Regions from separate parts of the Sus scrofa genome. Here region 1 is linked to region 2. A link is a contact called in public HiChIP or PLAC-seq data. All regions are on one chromosome and are shown on one strand. The core of a region is the stretch at or near the end of the contact, and the rest is flanking DNA. Distances in the headings are between cores, read along the strand shown.

The links. HiChIP or PLAC-seq counts read pairs in DNA pulled down with a chosen protein or histone mark.
Region 1: a contact with region 2 is called in an H3K27ac HiChIP or PLAC-seq map of alveolar macrophages. The contact joins two enhancer-like sites. A contact is called at or near these places in 1 of 5 promoter capture datasets (liver), 25 of 47 Hi-C or Micro-C datasets (alveolar macrophages, blood, brain and 12 more) and 2 of 2 datasets of contacts at active chromatin or transcription factors (alveolar macrophages and skeletal muscle).

Annotation. Positions count from the first base shown.
Region 1 is chr16:72,187,382-72,190,325 of Sscrofa11.1, reverse strand. The region is part of intron 1 of CMBL (carboxymethylenebutenolidase homolog); the gene reads right to left. Among named protein-coding and RNA genes, the nearest start is that of CMBL, 18 kb to the right of the region's middle. Within about 2 kb of position 1,250, at least 2 of the 83 cell types and tissues checked have an H3K27ac peak or open chromatin away from gene starts, as enhancers often do. A contact at or near this core is called in alveolar macrophages, where this site is marked.
Region 2 is chr16:72,105,653-72,108,674 of Sscrofa11.1, reverse strand. It overlaps MARCH6 (membrane associated ring-CH-type finger 6), which reads left to right. Exons shown (of 27, transcript NM_001130535.1): 2 at 2,731-2,827. Among named protein-coding and RNA genes, the nearest start is that of MARCH6, 21 kb to the left of the region's middle. Within about 2 kb of position 1,729, at least 15 of the 83 cell types and tissues checked have an H3K27ac peak or open chromatin away from gene starts, as enhancers often do. A contact at or near this core is called in alveolar macrophages, where this site is marked.

The DNA of each region.
Region 1 (2,944 bases), core at 1-2,500, 82 kb before region 2:
GTAACCAACAAATAAAACAGGAGTTCCTGTCGTGGCGCAGTGGTGAACGAATCCGACTAGGAACCATGAGGTTGTGGGTTCGATCCCTGCCCTTGCTCAGTGGGTTAAGGATCCGGCGTTGCCGTGAGCTGCAGTGTAGGTTGCAGATGCGGCTCGGATCCTGCGTTGCTGTGGCTCTGGCGTAGGCCGGTGGCTACAGCTCCGATTAGACCCCTAGCCTGGGAGCCTCCATATGCTGAGGGAGCGGCCCAAGAAATAGCAAAAAGACAAAAAAAAAAACAAAAAAAAAACAACAAAAAAAACAAATAAAAACTAAAATGATGGAGTGCAGAAGAAGGAGGGGGCAACTCCCCAAGCTGGACCAAAGAGGAAACTGAAAACCAGGGTCAGGATGGCAGGAGCAGCTGGGAGGGAGCCAGGATGCCGGCGGTAACAGGGCCAGACCCAGAGACAGGCGCTCGCACAACTGCTGCTCAGGGGTCCATATCCAGTGAGGCCCTGGGACCCCATGAGACACACTATGTCTGAGTCCTCAACAGTTCATGGTTAGTGAAGAAAATAAAAAACCAACAACAAAAAGAAAAAAAGAAAAAGAAAAAAAGAAAAAGAAAAACTCTGCCCACCAGATCTAGGACTATGGCAAGGAAGCCCAGGAAAGGAAAAAAGAAACCACAGAAAATAAAATAAAATAATAAAATAAAACTGGATAATAAATGAATGTAAAATCTTCAACAACAACAAAACCAGTTCAAATTGGCAGCATCCTTTTGTTTTGTTTGGCTGCACCCACAGCATGTGGAAGTTCCCAGGCCAGGGACCGAACACGCATGACAGCAGTGACAATAAAGGACCCAGGGAACTCCTCCTGCACCATCCTTTTTTTCGGTCTTTTCTTTCTTCTTTTTGGCCATACCCATGGCAAAAGTTTCTGGGTCAAGGATCGAAACCAAGCCGCAGTTGCAGCAATGCTGGATCCTTAAACAGCTGCTCCACCAGGGAACTCCTGCACCGTCCTTTTGAAGTAGGAATGCCTAGGCTGAGAAACCGACACAGCAGTGGGACCCTGGGCCGTGACATCCCTGGGCACCTGGCAGAGACAAATGCACATCTACTTTAGAGCAAGACGTTCACAACCCAGGCTGGAAAAACACTTCCCACCGAGGACATGCTTACCCAAAAGAGCCTGCCAGGAGGAAGCGGCCCAAAGAAACACGCAGCAGCAGAGCTGAGGGAACAGAAAGGAGGAAGAGACCCAAACAGGCCTGACCACGCAAACAGAAGGCAGGAATGGAGGAGGGGAAGAACACGGACATGCTTCCAACCAGAGAGCACGAAATCGTGTGGCCGAGATAAACCCCAACAAGTGCAAATAAATAAATTCATTCTGAGACAGAGTCGCAAACCTTTTAAATCTATTTTTTTTTTTTTTTTTTGCTTTTTTGCTTTTTAGGACCACACCCCAAAAGGGAAGTTCCCAGGCTAGGGGTCAAATCAGAGCTGCAGCTGCCGGCCTACACCACAGCCACAGCCACTTGGGATTCGAGCCGTGTCTGTGACCTGCACCACAGCTCACGGCAGCGCTGGATCCTTAACCCACTGAGCAAGGCCAGGGATCGAACCCTCGTCCTCATGGATAGTAGTTAGGTTCGTAACCCACTGAGCCACAACAGGAGCTCCCTCGAATGAGATCTTTTAAAAAAATTCAAGAAGGTTCCCTCGAAAAGGAAAAAGTGGGAAGGTTGAACCTGAAGACAGAGATCTCTTCATTTGCAGTTAGAGAATATGCAGTCTTTTCAAGTCGATGTGAACAGCCTCCAAAACTGCAACAAATTTTCATTTGTTTGTTTGTCTTTTTTGTCTATTTAGGGCCAAACCCTTGGCATATGGAGGGTCCCAGGCTAGGGGTCAAGTCAGAGCTGTAGCCACTGGACGACACCACAGCCACAGCCATGCTGGATCAGAGCTACGTCTGCAACCTACACCACAGCTCAAGGCAACACCGTATCCTTAATCCACTGGATCGAGGCCAGGGATCGAACCGGCAACCTCGTGGTTCCTAGTCAGATTTGTGGACCGCTGAGCCTCAACAGGAACTCCAAAACTGCCACATGTTAACCCACCCTACAAGTCAACACAAAGATTTTATATAAAATGTGTTATATTCGTACAACAAAGAAATGATAAAAATTCAAAAGGTTGGTGGTTGTTTTTTTTTCCTTTGGCTGCACCCTCGGCACGTGGAAGGTCCTAAGCCAGGGATCGAACCCACACCACAGCAGGGACAACACTAGATCCTGAACCCACTAGGCCACCAGGCAACTCCAAATTCAAAAGGTTTAGAACTGAATTACAATGAAAACACTGTGGAGCCAAAGTTGAAATGCACTGGTGCTGAGAGAAATACCGGTATCCTGGACTGTCTTCCTACCCTCTTAGGTGCAGCACCTGCGGGCCTGTGAAAGTAACTAACAAAAGTCAAATTAACAGGAGAAAACACTTACACAGGTAATTCATATTCTCAACTTTAAGTACACAAGGACTTTGTAGAAAAGAAGTGAAAAGCCAGGAAGCAGCTGGGGAGTTCCCGTCGTGGCTCAGTGGTTCACAGATTCGACCAGAAACCATGAGGTTGTGGATTCGATCCCTGGTCTCGATCCAGTGGATTAAGGAGACTGATGCCCTAATTTTAGGCAGAAAGGGGGAGGGAAAAAAAAAAACTCTGCACCTGCTATTTCTCAATTGCCTTCAGCTCAAAATAATCAATACGCCAAAATGCCATATTTTGGGTGACATTTTCTGGTCCTCTTTAATGACATGTATTAGATAAGAACAAAGATTGGAAATAAGTAAGAATCCAATTTAAGAAGTGAGGGGGGACAAATAGAATAAACTCAAAAGGAGAAAACAATGAGATGAAAATTAACTGGAAAAAATAGAAAAAGAT
Region 2 (3,022 bases), core at 480-2,979:
TCATCCCACCCTAGGTGGATCATCCTGAGGTAGAACGTGCCTGTCTCTAAAGGTAATCCACAGGACTCTAAGCACTTCCAGCTGATGTTTGAGCCCTTGTTCAGCTGCTACCTGCAGAACTGTGGTAATTCTAGAACTAATCCATGCCTGTGGGCAACAGTAGCTCTGCTCTGATGATTCTAGATAACCTGGATTGCATGTCCTGTGGCCTCTTCAAGAAGTCATTGTGCCTACCATGGTTACCACTATGTCTGGGAGTCCAGATAATGGGAAATCTGGGTTCAGTTCCACAGAGGAAGCACAGTAATCAGTTACCCCAACCAAGGAAGGCAGTGACGATTAACAGCTGGAGTTTTTCAAGGTCCGGTAATTGGAATGAGGCCACTTAGAATCCTTTAAGGCTGACCCATTGCAGGGCAAATCCTGCCTGCAGCTGAAGAAATCCCTAGTTTCAATGGCAAGGTAGTGAATTTCGTGTGTTAAAATGCTGTGTGATCTCCTGTAGGGCAGTGTGTCTACACTGGGGAGCCCCTGTTCCATCCTCATCCTCTGCTTCTTGCTTGTCCTGGCTCTGAGCCGAGTTTCCCTGGGCTGAAATATGCTCTTGAGGAAACTGGGGTACTCAAAGAAGGCTGCCTGCACACTGCCCCTGGAAATTGCAGAAGGGGAATGTGGTTCAGTTTCGTTTGTGTTAAAACTTTGGTTGCAGAGGCCTGTTAGGTGGGATGATTGGGAGATTGGTATTGTATCACTAGAGCTCACAGTCTTCAATTGATGCAGTTCTGACCAGAGAATAAGCTTTTGCCATGGATGTTTCCATTAATTAAGGATGAAGGTGAAAATAGGAGGTTTGAAGAAATTCCAAGCCTGTGTTGTTCTGACCATAAATGATGCCAGTGCCAGTGTTATTCCCAGTAATGTGCTGGCAGCTTCTAGGAAACCACATCCCTCAAATGTGGTAGCTGGAGTGTCTGGTTTCAAAGCTGAAGTTGAAAAGGCACAGCTATGTAACCTATGCCTAATTTGACTCAAGCTGGACAACCCTACTCGACTCCATTGCAGGCAGGATTGGCATGTTGATAGCTCTTCCGTGGGTGGTTGTTGCATGACCTTTTCTGTGTTGTCTGGTTTATTGACAACCAGGGAGACTAGTGTGCTAACCACTTAGGTTACCCTGAAAGTTCAGTATCCCTAACTTTGACAGATGTTGTTGAGCAGCCCAAGACTGAGCAGTCAGAAGTCACTGATGCTCTTAAGTGGCTGGGACTTTGCCACACTGCCCTGTGTGTGCACATCCTAGTCTGGCAGGTGCTGGGGGTTGATTATTAAATCCTTTTGTGGTAGGCTCTGGGTTGCAGTTATTCCTCATTAATGAGGAATTCCCTGTAAAAGAGTCAATCAGAAGCTTTTATCAGGCCCTTCCCTCTTGCTCACCCTGCCACTGGGCCCTCAGATTGCCACTTGGGGTTTGCACTTGGCCTTGGTGGATCATTGAGAAGATGGTCTAAATAAAAAGTTGCAACCAGGTTTTGGTTGGTGGTCCTGTGGCAGGACCACATTAAAGAGCTAACAGCAAGATGGATCTGTTTCAGTCATCTGTGTGTCATCTGCCACCCCAGGTAACTCTGACAAGTAGTGCCCTGAGAACCACTTGGGGTGTGGGCAGGGGTGGGGTAGGGAGGGGTGTGGAGGGAGTGAGGAAAGAGCTGCTGCCCTCTGGCTGTGGACCCTGTAGCCCTGAGCTCCCGTAGTTTCTGCATAATGCAGCCTCTCTGGCGCCTTCACAGTCTTGGGGTACTCCCCCCATTTTGTGTGTGTATCTCCCTCTAGTGGTGAGAGAGGTGTGTGTGTGTGTGTGTGTGTGTGTGTGTCGCCTTCACAGTCTTGGGGTACTCCCCCCATTTTGTGTGTGTATCTCCCTCTAGTGGTGAGAGAGAGAGAGAGAGAGAGAGAGAGAGAGAGAGAGAGAGAGAGAGAGAGAGAGAGAGAGAGAGAGAGGGAGAGTGTGTGTGTGTGTGTGTGTGTGTGTCCCTTTAGTGGTGAGATATCTCCAGGTCCGCTCACTGCTGTTTTTTCCCCCAAGATGTGTTTTAATGGAGTTTAAACTTAGGACTGGACTTAGGATTTTAAACTGTTAGGACGTGAGCAGTGATGTGATTTTGCATATTTCTATTTATAATTTGTTAGTAATGAGAGTGCGATTTTAAATAAAGCCACTGTTTGTTATTTTCAATTTTGATTTATTTACAGAGTTCTCGCACAAACTAGCAGTTGACCTTTTTGTATAAGAGAAAATTTGAAAGTTTCAGATATACTTGCTTGTCATCCTGATCCCACCTTTCATTTCTTCATTTTTTTTTTCTTTTTAGGTCCACACCTGTGGCATATGGAAGTTCTTAGGCTGGGGGTTGAATCAGAGCTGCAGCTGCTGGCCTACATCACAGCCACAGCAACACCAGATCTGAGCCGCGTCTGACCTAGACCACAGCTCATGGCAACGCCAGATCCTTAACCCACTGAGCAAGGCCAGGGATCAAACCTTCCCGTCCTCGTGGATACTAGTTGGATTCTTAATCCTTTGAGTCACAAAGGGAACTTCCCATTTCTCCATAATGTTTATTAATGTTTTATCTAGTGATTGTGTCTTGCTTTAACATGGACTGTTTTAGTTTTTGGTAGTCTTTTAAAGTTATAGCCAAAGATAATTCGATATTTCTTTTTCATTAATAGACATATGTAGAGTGTGTCGGTCAGAGGGAACACCTGAGAAACCTCTTTATCATCCTTGTGTATGTACTGGCAGTATTAAGTTTATCCATCAAGAATGGTGAGTCATCCTTTTAGGAAATTTTTATGTCTGAGCTTCACTTTTGTTACCTTGTAATAAGGGGGACTATTTTAATGAATTTTCTCTGTAGTTAATTTTTAAAAAATTGTATTGTGAAAATTGGGAAATTATGCATATTTCTTATTACCATACCATGACATTTTGGTATATTGTCTTCCAGGTACATGTGAGTAC